2 separate regions of the Arabidopsis thaliana genome follow, and region 2 is linked to region 1. A link is a contact called in public capture Hi-C data. All regions are on one chromosome and are shown on one strand. The core of a region is the stretch at or near the end of the contact, and the rest is flanking DNA. Distances in the headings are between cores, read along the strand shown.

The links. Capture Hi-C pulls out chosen DNA fragments and counts their contacts.
Region 2: a capture Hi-C map of seedling shows a contact between it and region 1, with 1.7 times the contacts expected there. The contact joins the promoter of ADF9 here to the promoter of SQS2 in region 1. A contact is called at or near these places in 1 of 26 Hi-C or Micro-C datasets (seed embryo) and 1 of 3 other capture datasets (seedling).

The regions. Positions count from the first base shown.
Region 1 is chr4:16,540,091-16,546,235 of TAIR10.1, forward strand. SQS2 (squalene synthase 2) reads left to right here and starts at 2,152. Exons shown (of 13, transcript NM_119631.3): 1 at 2,152-2,481; 2 at 2,566-2,608; 3 at 2,742-2,831; 4 at 2,919-2,994; 5 at 3,122-3,191; 6 at 3,296-3,445; 7 at 3,547-3,651; 8 at 3,732-3,878; 9 at 3,992-4,067; 10 at 4,197-4,285; 11 at 4,362-4,453; 12 at 4,621-4,663; 13 at 4,760-5,104. The coding sequence starts at 2,287. The coding sequence ends at 4,825. SQS1 (squalene synthase 1) reads left to right here. Exons shown (of 13, transcript NM_119630.4): 6 at 1-55; 7 at 164-268; 8 at 371-517; 9 at 693-768; 10 at 929-1,017; 11 at 1,115-1,206; 12 at 1,373-1,415; 13 at 1,509-1,934. The coding sequence ends at 1,565. AT4G34660 (SH3 domain-containing protein) reads right to left here. Exons shown (of 10, transcript NM_119632.4): 8 at 6,050-6,145; 9 at 5,745-5,819; 10 at 5,100-5,621. The coding sequence ends at 5,505.
Region 2 is chr4:16,649,643-16,655,616 of TAIR10.1, forward strand. It overlaps ADF9 (actin depolymerizing factor 9), which reads left to right and starts at 4,062. Exons shown (of 3, transcript NM_119663.4): 1 at 4,062-4,156; 2 at 4,241-4,500; 3 at 4,801-5,313. The coding sequence starts at 4,142. The coding sequence ends at 4,951. It overlaps AT4G34960 (Cyclophilin-like peptidyl-prolyl cis-trans isomerase family protein), which reads left to right. Exons shown (of 6, transcript NM_119662.4): 3 at 26-73; 4 at 163-369; 5 at 499-574; 6 at 842-1,387. The coding sequence ends at 1,004. It overlaps AT4G34975 (a tRNA gene), which reads left to right and starts at 5,644; the gene lies at 5,644-5,717.

The DNA of each region.
Region 1 (6,145 bases), core at 902-3,401:
GGTTTTGACACCAGATTGGGAGGCGATTTCCAATTCAATGGGTTTATTTCTGCAGGTACAACAATGTATTTTGAGGTGTACAATGTTTCTTCTTCCTCAAATCTTTTGCAATTTCGGACAATTTCTATCATTGAATGATTTATAACACTGGTCTTATTTGCAGAAAACAAACATTATCAGAGATTATCTTGAGGACATTAATGAGATACCAAAATCCCGCATGTTTTGGCCTCGCGAGATTTGGGGCAAATATGCTGACAAGCTTGAGGTGCATACATACCACTCTCAAGCTCTCATCTTAGGTCTGATGTTACCCATATTGACTATTTTCTGACAGTGCCTTTTTGGTGATTTGTAAATTGTAATGTAGGATTTAAAATACGAGGAGAACACAAACAAATCCGTACAGTGCTTAAATGAAATGGTTACCAATGCGTTGATGCATATTGAAGATTGCCTGAAATACATGGTTTCCTTGCGTGATCCTTCCATATTTCGGTTCTGTGCCATCCCTCAGGTTAGAGAACGAAATATCACATAATTGTTAAGTCTTTAAACTTCACATTGAGAACTGTTTATATTGTTTTCCTCTTCATATGGAATTAGGTATTCTCCTCTTTAACTACGTCTGCACTAATATAGAATGCCTTAGAAGTTAATATTGCTTTGCTTGGGTGTATTTTCTTGATTAGATCATGGCGATTGGAACACTTGCATTATGCTATAACAATGAACAAGTATTCAGAGGCGTTGTGAAACTGAGGCGAGGTAAGATGTTAAGCCTTAGAAATTATGTAGGCCAATCCCTAATTTCTATTTATGAGAAAGGAAAACCCGTTATCTTTTATTATCAACGAGCTTGAGAACGTGTAGTAGCTAGCCTTATTATCTGAAGGCTAATATCGCTGAACAACTATCTATTGTTTAGGTCTTACTGCTAAAGTCATTGATCGTACAAAGACAATGGCTGATGTCTATGGTGCTTTCTATGATTTTTCCTGCATGCTGAAGACAAAGGTAGTCATCAGTTCCATGTTTGTGATTAGTTTTTCACTCAGTTTCTGTTTAAAGAAAAGAATCATATGTGAATTTTCTATCGACATATATGACATAGGTTGACAAGAACGATCCAAATGCCAGTAAGACACTAAACCGACTTGAAGCCGTTCAGAAACTCTGCAGAGACGCTGGAGTTCTTCAAAACAGGTACAGTCTTTTATTTAATCCCAAAAGCTGCATTAAATCCTCTCACTAAGAAACTGGTCACAAGCACCTATAACTAATCTTCCAAGTATTCTAGAATAGGATGATATTATCATAATCTTTCTTTCTGGTTGGGTTTCTGCTGAATCATTGTGTCTCTTCCTTTCAGAAAATCTTATGTTAATGACAAAGGACAACCAAACAGTGTCTTTGTAAGTTACATAGTTTCCCTTTTCCATATAAGTATCTCATTTTTAAAAAAATACATAAAACTTATATTCTATATATTCTACCCGAAAATGCAGATTATAATGGTTGTGATTCTACTGGCCATAGTCTTTGCATATCTCAGAGCAAACTGAGTGATCCATGTAAGCGAGTCTGATTGTATCACCATCATTCAAGATGTTCAGAGCAAATTTGAGTGATGAAGTAATCTAGGTTGATTCTTATTCACGCCACTGAATCCTAAGCAAGATTGTTTCCAGAACAAACAGAGTTTAAGCATGGTTTAGTCTAAAACCATGGATTCTATTTTAGTTACTACCTTCGTTATCTAAACGTGCATTTGTTCATCTATTTTTATTCCTTGTGTTTAAAGTTCTTTCTTTGTTTAGTTGCGTTTCTTCTTTCGTTCTCTTTTGGCATGTTTTAAGATTAATTTTACCAACAACAACCAGATAAAATCCAAATGCAATAAGAAAGAAAGAAAAATGACAATCGAAGACTGAAATCTCTTCTTTCTTTTTAGGTCGGCAAAAAAGTCTCTTCAAAGTATATAAAACAAAAACATGAATCAAGATTAGATTTATCTTTTTAACGTTAAGTGTGTAGCACGCGGCAAGCAATTTAAATGCAAAAATAGAACATAGTTGGACCAGTAACATGTATCACCGTGGCAAGCTTAAGAGCAAGGCTAATAGCGATTCTGTGGAAGTGCAAGGTATGCAAAGGCCGTGGGGTCTATTGATTTATTAATAGGGCCATATTTGTTGAATTATAGCACATGGCCTACCATTTTGTTCCCCAACAAATCCTCCATTGTTTCAAACGAGTTCTGTTTTTTCTCCTCTGTTTCTAAAAATGGGAAGCTTGAGTACGATTTTGAGACATCCGGATGAGTTATATCCGCTCTTGAAGTTGAAACTTGCGATTACGAAAGCTCAGAAGCAGATTCCACTTGAGCCACACTTAGCTTTCTGTTATTCAATTCTTCACAAAGTTTCTAAAAGCTTTTCTCTTGTTATTCAACAACTTGGCACCGAGCTTCGTAACGCCGTATGTTTTTTTTTTTTTCTATATATAGCTATGTTACATTTTTAGTTACAGCAATATTTCAAACATTTTCTTTGTTTTTATTAGGTGTGTGTGTTCTACTTGATTCTCCGAGCTCTTGATACTGTTGGTTAGTGCTTCATAACTATAGTATCCATATATTACCTTTGATTTGATGAGTCTTCTTCTCCAAGTCTTTTGGTTTTTTAATTCTTGATGATAGAAAAAGTTAGTATCATCTTCTCATATTTTTGCTACTACAGAGGATGACACAAGCGTACCAGTGGAGATCAAAGTTCCAATTCTGATAGCTTTCCACCGTCATATATACGATGGTGACTGGCATTTTTCATGTAAGTAATAAGAAGAGACTTTTCACATCTTAACCTTTCAGATGAAATTCTTTTCTTTTAACTTAATTACTCTTCATTCAATTTTAGGTGGTACAAAAGAGTATAAACTTCTAATGGACCAATTTCACCATGTTTCTGCAGCTTTTCTGAAACTTGAAAAAGGGTTAATTTGCTATATACAAATTCTGTTCTGTTTTTTATAAATGTTCTTGCTCATTTATTGATTGATCTACTGAATTTGGTGATACTAATTTTATGTTTTGTTTTACTAACTTATATATACAAAAAAGGTATCAAGAGGCTATTGAAGATATAACTAAAAGAATGGGTGCAGGAATGGCCAAGTTCATTTGCAAGGAGGTTTGTGATACACAGAATCTTTGTGATGTAGATTTTATTTTTTTCAGTTTTGAAGTTAAGCATCAAAACTTCTGAAGAGCTGAACTTATTTGTGTATTGGACAGGTAGAAACAATTGATGACTATGATGAATACTGCCATTATGCTGCAGGACTTGTTGGTTTAGGTTTGTCAAAAATCTTCATTGCTTCGGAATTAGAAATACTGACTCCAGATTGGAAGCAGATTTCAAATTCTACAGGTTTATTTCTGCAGGTATTCATTACAATGGTATAATATTGACATGTACAAGGTTTCTTCCTCAAATGTTTTTTGCAATCTTTGAAGTCTTTTGTATGTTATATCTTATTTGCTAGAAAACAAACATTATCAAAGATTATCTTGAAGACATTAATGAGAGACCAAAGTCGCGCATGTTTTGGCCTCGTGAGATTTGGGGAAAATATGTTGACAAACTTGAGGTACATAAACTTCACTCTCAAGCTCTCATCTGAAGATCTTATATTATAAAAAACAAATGTGACTCTTTCTAATAATGTAGGACTTCAAAAATGAGGAGAAAGCTACAAAAGCAGTGCAGTGTTTGAATGAAATGGTCACTAATGCATTGAATCATGTTGAAGATTGTTTGAAATCCTTGGCTTCACTGCGTGATCCTGCAATATTTCAGTCTTGCGCCATCCCTCAGGTTAGAGAAAAAAAACAAAATTCATCCCCTCTAATCTAATATTTTACTCTGCTTCAAATATCAACCAGAGAAATGTTTATGTTGATGTGACATTTTCTGTTTATTTGGATTAGATCGTGGCGATTGGAACACTTGCGTTATGCTATAACAATGTACAAGTGTTTAGAGGTGTCGTGAGATTGAGACGAGGTAAAATGTTTTATCTTGGGATTGGTTTTCAATCTGACACAATTTCATCATCTGAATCCCAAGGCTATTAACTTGTGAGTTATGTTCTATGTGAAAGATTATTTATTGACAAACAATTATATTGTGTAGGTCTAATAGCTAAAGTCATTGATCGCACAAAGACAATGGATGATGTCTACGGTGCGTTCTATGATTTTTCTTGCATGCTACAAACAAAGGTATGTATACGTTACTACATTTCCTGTGTATAGTGTTGGTAACTAGAAGATGAGATTGTATGTGTTTTAATATTAGGTTGACAATAACGATCCAAATGCTATGAAAACATTAAACCGACTCGAAACCATCAAGAAATTTTGCAAAGAAAATGGAGGACTTCACAAAAGGTAGACTGTTTTTTTTTTGGTTTCTTCTAGTTGTTCTATCAAATAAAAGAAGATCCAAAGTCACTTGACCAATCTTGTCATGTTCATTTATTACGAGAATGATCTTATATGTTTTGGTTGAGGTTCTAATGAATCTTTTTCTGTTTTTTCTTCTTAATGCTGGTCAGAAAATCTTATGTTAACGATGAAACACAATCCAAGGCTATCTTTGTAAGTTCAGATTTGTATCAGACTTCCATAGAAATTCTTTCATATATAGGATTAAGTTACTTATCCTCCTCCTCTAATCTACTCCTGAAATTGCAGGTTGTAATGTTTGTGCTTCTACTGGCCATAGTCGTTGTATATCTCAAAGCAAACCAATGTAAGTGACTCTGATTTTGTGAAGTCATCATGAACATAATTTCTAGCTTTTTTGAAATGTTTGATCAAATCTTGAATTGATAGTCTATTCAAGATTGTCTACGACTTCAACCGTCAAAATGTTCTGTTCTTTCTCTCTTCCTTTTCAGTTGTTCTGTTTTCTCATTTTTATGAAGTTATAAATTCAACCATCATGCTCATAATGTTGGTTTTCCGGAATTCTTACTGAAGTTTAAGTTTGATAAATTGCAGAGTGATATTTAAATAATGCACTAACACACTTAAGCGTATGATCATTTGCGTAAATTTGAAAAATAATCACTTCTTCATCAAGTTTCAAGGTTATCAAATGAAAGTAATTTGGACAAAAAATCACAAATAAGACCCGAAAAGAAGTGTATTCACATACGAAGATAAACAGAGATGTGGCGTTTACATCAAATGACAAAGAAAATATCCAAATCCAATATGAAGATAATACCTAAAAACTGAACTCTTGTTCAAGTGGCATCACTATTAGATTCAGAACATGGCAGAAACCCGCATCAACTCTGATCCTCATGCATATGGACTTCTGTTTTAGCCCGTGAATCTTTTCTTTCTTTTTCTTCTACAGAACACACAACTCTTCTACAGAAGCAACTCAATTCCATAACCAACAAAGAACCATAATGTTACCTTCAAATTCTCAGAAAACTTCGGACACTTTGCTAGCAAGAACTCGTTCCCGTCTTTCAATGTACCCATAAGGGAACCAACCAGCTTTGCCTTTGCATTCACCTTCGGCCCATCCACTGCCTGTAACCTGGCAATGACAAATAGAGAAGTGGTATATCAAACAAACACTACTGAATAACCGTATTGGTTAATATGAATTAAAGGAGACTTTGTTGGTTTTTCTCATGTGGGAGTTGGTTTACTATCGAACCTTTCTAACAACAACGTATTCACCAGTTGATAAGCTGAGCTCGACATCTGTCACACCGTGATATGGGAACAAGACCTGAAAACGTTTTTAAAAAGGGAAATAATATGTTATAATGGCACATCAATGAGGACCAAAAGGAATCTAGATGTAGCCTGTCTTTTTGGTTCTCTAATCAAAAACAGTTTATGTACATCCAGTTCATACGTGGAGAACTTATAATCCAATTATCTCTTTGATACTTTTACTACCAATATAAACCAAAGTTTTAACTCTAAAAGGAAGGTATTAAAGACTGAAAAGCATACCTCTCCTAAGAAGTAACCCATGCTATCTGTTGACGTGTCATGCATCTGAGATGCAAACACTCCATTAGCTTCCTCATATGATGGAGGTGGCGGCAT
Region 2 (5,974 bases), core at 2,812-5,311, 110 kb after region 1:
CGCTTTCTGTGATTGAAATCTGCAGGCAGGATTGTTATCGGACTATATGGCACTGTTGTACCCAAAACTGTAGGTATGTCTTTGGCATCTTGAATGCAAATCTCGGGATTTGGTTAATTGTTTTAAATAGTTTCTAATGTAAGATTTCTTTACTTTTTGCAGAAAATTTCAGGGCTTTATGCACAGGGGAGAAGGGTAAAACCTCAAGCGGAAAGCCTTTACATTATAAGGGAACACCATTTCATCGTATAATATCTGGATTTGTAATCCAAGGAGGAGACATTATCCATGGTGATGGAAAAAGTAGTGACTCAATCTATGGTGGAACCTTTCCTGACGAAAATTTCAAGATACAGCATTCACACGCAGGTGCGCATATACATACTTTACCAATTTATGAATTTTGAAGAATTGTTCCGGAAAATGGTTTTAGAGCATTTTGCGCAAGCAATTTACGTATACTTGTTGTTCATAGGAAAATGAATTTTGTATGTGTAGGTATGGTAGCAATGGCTAATACAGGACCGGATTCTAATGGCTCGCAGTTCTTTATCACTACTGTTAAGGCTAGCTGGTAAGCTCTACTCTCATAATAACTCTCATGCACAATGAGTGTAAGAACTCCAAATTTAAGGCAGGCACACTCAGTTTCACTTTTGGTCTTGGGAAAGTCATGTAACTATCCTCTGGGATCGAACCTTGATGCACCATGGACAAGATTATGCATTCGAATTGTACTCTAGAATAACACGTGAATTCAAAACACATGAGATAATCTTGTGGATTTCAGTGTTGAATTTGTAAAAGGTAAATTTTGATGATTGTGAAAACTGTGTTGCAGGTTGGAAGGAGAACATGTGGTGTTGGGAAAGGTGATACAAGGAATGGACAATGTATTCGCCATTGAAGGTGGAGCTGGAACTTACAGTGGCAAACCCAGGAAGAAAGTTGTGATTGCTGATTCTGGAGAGATCCCTAAAGACAAATGGGATGAAGAGAGATGACAAAGACAAACCTAAGATACACAGCACTACGACAAATCTGGTTCTGTTCCTGTGAGATTCTGTCTCTGTATTTTCTTTCTATTTATAGTTTTGCACATGTGATGATCTGAATTCTGAACGCAATGTCACTGTAGTTAGTGTTTAAAGCTGGGCCTGGAAGCATCTGTAGCTTTTCACTTGAGGTTTTTCTAGACTTTATTTATATGATTTTTAGTTCACTCTACTTCAGTTATGTAGATATATTTATTATGAGTTGAATTATTGTATACATTCTATCATTATTTTCACCTCTTACGTATGATACAATTCTGACATACATAAACATCCAAAAGTATCAAAACAATTTGCCAACTAGTTCTTACTATTCTTCTACTCGCTTTTCCGGGAGAAAAAAAAAATAAAAAAAAATTCGTTGATTAACATTTTTAATAAAAAAAATTGTTCCTGAATTATGCCTTTATTAGTTGGGTTAAAATATAATTATATTGACATATCTAATTAAACCTCTTTACACTCAAATCAAGACCTACAATTTCACAAGTTTAAGGTTGGGATTACTCGATATATAGAATGAAACTATTGCAACAAAAAAAAATAAAAAAATGAATGAATAGGATTGATGGTGTGATAAAAGAAGAGATGAATACAAAGAAGAAACGAACACAAGTATTGTGAACAAGTCAAAGCCTAACTATTGAACAACTTTAGAAGACAAGCCACCAAATGTACAAACAAATCCTCCCAATAACAAACTACAAAAGAGAAATTAATCAATTAGAAATCATAAGACATATCGACACATGCTAATGGTATTATCTACTTACACCTCATCAAACTCGTGCATGGGCTATTGTTATCCACATATGTATACAGTCATGGTTATGTCCCCTCAATCTCTTCCAGCTTGAGAACTATTTGTAAACCACTAGTCAATTATTTCATATTCAGTTCATAGATAGCCTATAAACATTACATATTATATCTCTAGAGATAACAAAGGGGAGCAGGAAGTGTTAGTACTGTCGACCTTATGCGCCCATATAATTCTTCCATAGCTTTAGATTTTAGTGTTTGGGCTATTTTAATTGCACCCGAATAATGACAGGTAGGGGTCCATGCAAACTCATATTCATGTGCATATCATCATAAAATATCCAAAAATCTATCTTATCTATATAACTTCATTGAACAAAACATATATATATTCATGCAGACGTATGGCATGATACAGTTAATGGTCTGAATTGCTCAACGTAAACCATACATGCACTAGACAGTTTCATGGGAAGACTAAGATTTTGGGACTGCAAAATTCTTCTTGGAATTGTGTAGCGGCTTTCAACGTATCTTTAGGTTATATTCGGTGAACCCTTTATTTACCGGCACAGAATATTACGGTTGATATTCAATTGATCAAACAATGTGAATTAGACGTCTAATTATTGATGGTCGCCATATGAATATCTTCTTCTTCCTTTTCCAAACCAACACCAACATCTTTTAATCGATAGAAGTGTCAATTCGAGCTCGACTCTCACATCTAATGCGTCATTATAAGATTGAAAATCAGAGACTTGAAGTTTTCGTTTAGGAACTTAAAATGAAGTTTATAACTATTGCTTAACGTTTTTGTTGTTCATCCCAAGAAATAATTGACGTTTTCAAGTTAGGTTTTTCCAACCCAATTTATTTTATTATCCAATAATATTATAAATTCTCTAGTGAAATTTCATTCCTTAGCTTCCACGCAAAGGGTCGCTTGAGTTTTGAGTAACACAAGATTGGAGAGATCAATGAGAATGTTGGCATTGGATCCAATCCTACTATTTGGGACCAGCTTCACTCGATTCATCGCGTCCTATTTTTGTCCGTTTACACATCTTCGGATCATTCAATTCTTGTTTAATCATCTTCATTAGTAATAACGTTGCCACTTTATTTTTAAGACGGATTTATCTTCTGCAACTCCCAAATTCATATTCGCTAAATCTTCTCTAAACTCAGCATAATAGTTAACTTGAAAAAGAAAAAAACGAAAACGATAACTAAGATGGTGACCACTCGCATGGTTTAGTGATGAATTTAGTTAAACCGTATGTTAATTTCCTTGGTTAGGCTCTTCAAACAGAAATTCGAAAACGATATCAAATGCTCCATGATAAGTTTATGATTTCTTAGCATTGTCTAATCTAAGAGACTAGTAAGAACATGAAAACAATATTCGTTAAACCAAGTGGTAAAACAACTATATACAGTATGTGTTTTTCGATTATAATGTTGTTAACTTTTAAGATTATTATATTTTATATTATTTCTTAAAATATGTTGAGGTTTAAAAGATTTCTTTTCAGAAAAGGATTAATGTCTTCAGCAATATATGCTAGTAATTTACTAAGTGATATTTTGCAAGTTTGTTGGCAATATTTAACCTTTTCTGAATAAAATAAATTCAATATTAAGAAACAAAATTATATACATATAGTAGTATTTAATTGTTATCTATTTTTAAATTATATGTGAATAAAACAAAGCAAGTGTAACTGTGTAATTATAACATTGGTACACGCACGGGAAAAAACACAGCTAGCAAATTGAAACGTTAATTTGGTAAAGAAGAAAAATATTTTATTTTTAAAAACACTTAATATAGTTTTAATTGGTGATTTTCCCAATTCTGAACATATATATGATGATAAGTTTTCCATCCCAAGTTGTTTTTTCTCATTAGTCACTGGAAACATTAATTACCAGCAATCAGTAGTTACTTTGGTATTCCCCACACAAATTCAAATTTAAAAGAAATAATTAGTAGTACTTCTTATGACTGTTTTTTTTACTGAATAAAAAAGAACTATATATAGGTTGTTCTTAACTATAACCACTAAAAAAAGGTTCTAAAATTAATTTTAAAAAGAAAAATATATGAAGTTAACTTTTATATATTACACATCAAATTCCAATTTCAGGGGCTGGTAATTTGGTAATAATTAAAGAAACTCAATGGCAATGATTTAAGCACTTCTTTATATAAGTCCACCAAACTACACTGATCTCCTCAACACCACACACAGCAAAACAAAAAGCTCTCTACACTCAAAATATAACGAAAGAACAAGAAGACATCATCTTAGCTCACTATGGCTTTGAAGACGGTAACAATATACAAACTTTCTCTATTTTTTCCACTTTTGATTTAATGAATCTAAAAGAAAATATTTTGGATGATTGGTATATAGGCGACGAGTGGTATGTGGATGACGGATGATTGCAAGAAATCGTTCATGGAGATGAAATGGAAGAAAGTGCATAGATACGTCGTTTACAAACTCGAGGAGAAGTCTCGGAAAGTCACCGTCGACAAGGTTGGTGCCGCCGGCGAGAGCTACGACGATCTCGCTGCTTCTTTGCCGGAGGATGACTGTCGTTACGCCGTGTTTGATTTCGATTACGTCACCGTCGATAACTGTCGTATGAGCAAGATCTTCTTCATAACTTGGTTAGTGTCACTATCTCTTGTCTTTTCGATTTCTCGAATTGTCGATTTTACCCTTTTCCCACCATATAGTTCTATCGTCTCACTCGATGATCATCAAAGGATAAAATGGTCATTTGGATGTCCTAAGCCCAGGCTTTTTAACCCAAGGCCGGTTTGATCAAATATAACCGTACCGAATAAAACCAATCAAGATAATTGATTCTGTTTGGTTAAAAAATGGTTTACTTTATATCTTAAGTCGAAAAACTAGTAAAACCACTGAAACTTAATCAATCCATAATGTGGTTGTTATTGGAATAGGTCGCCGGAGGCTTCAAGGATAAGGGAGAAGATGATGTACGCGACGTCGAAGAGCGGACTGAGAAGAGTGTTGGATGGTGTTCACTACGAGCTTCAAGCCACCGACCCAACCGAGATGGGATTTGATAAAATCCAGGACCGGGCCAAATGATCACAACACATAACTGGAGTTATATCGTCAGTAACTAGCTGTTCTTAACAGTTATGACTTATGAGCAGCAATTAATTATCTATTAATGTTATTTAGTGCTTAACCTCTTCCCTTTGGTTGTCAAACAAAATGATTTACTTCTATTTTGTTGACAATAGTACTAAACTATTATTAGTGTTTCAGTTTAATTGTTGTTGTTTAGTTTTTTAAAAACTATGTTGAATGTTATTTTGTCTCTTTTTGTCACTAATGCTAATAAAAAGAAAAAAGTTTTAATATGTTTGACTTGAACTGAGGCATGAGGATAAAGTTTTGATTTTTGTAAGACAGTTCAAGCAAGGCATCAGTAAATTTAAGTATCAAATCAAATAGTAAAAGTTACTAAAAGTTTTTCGGGTTGGGTCTAGTTCTTGTGCTGAATATCGGAATTGAGAAATAGATCTTAAACAACTCAAATTGTATTGTTCATCTACAAGCCCACGTCCCATGATCCAAATCTTTCAATTCTCAAATTGAATTTTTGTGACGAGGCAATGAAACATAAAATAGTTGGACCGGTCTACACATTTGTATATGAACTACACTCACTTGAGTCTAGGCCCAATAATTACTAAAACTAAAACCCAACTCAGCCCAAAAACCTTTTCTAGTATCTATTTAATTATATAGAATTCTACTAGCTCAACAGAAAGGCTCTCGTAGCTCAGTTGGTTAGAGCACCCGTTTAGTAAGCGGGAGGTCTTGAGTTCAACTCTCAACGAAAGCAGAATTAATTTTGCATCTCGTTTTGGTGGGACCCACCCACATTAACCTCGAAATGATGAAATTGTACGTTTATTGATGGGAGACATTTAACTTCGAAATCTTTAAATCTCAATTCAACATTTCATGTGCCACTTGACGAAAACAAAAAATCAACATTTCATGTGCCCCATCATTTACATTTTTTGCAAACTTTAGTAGCTTCCCTATTTTAGTTGAGACACAACTTTTTTGTAAATATAATATTTTATAACAAGTTAA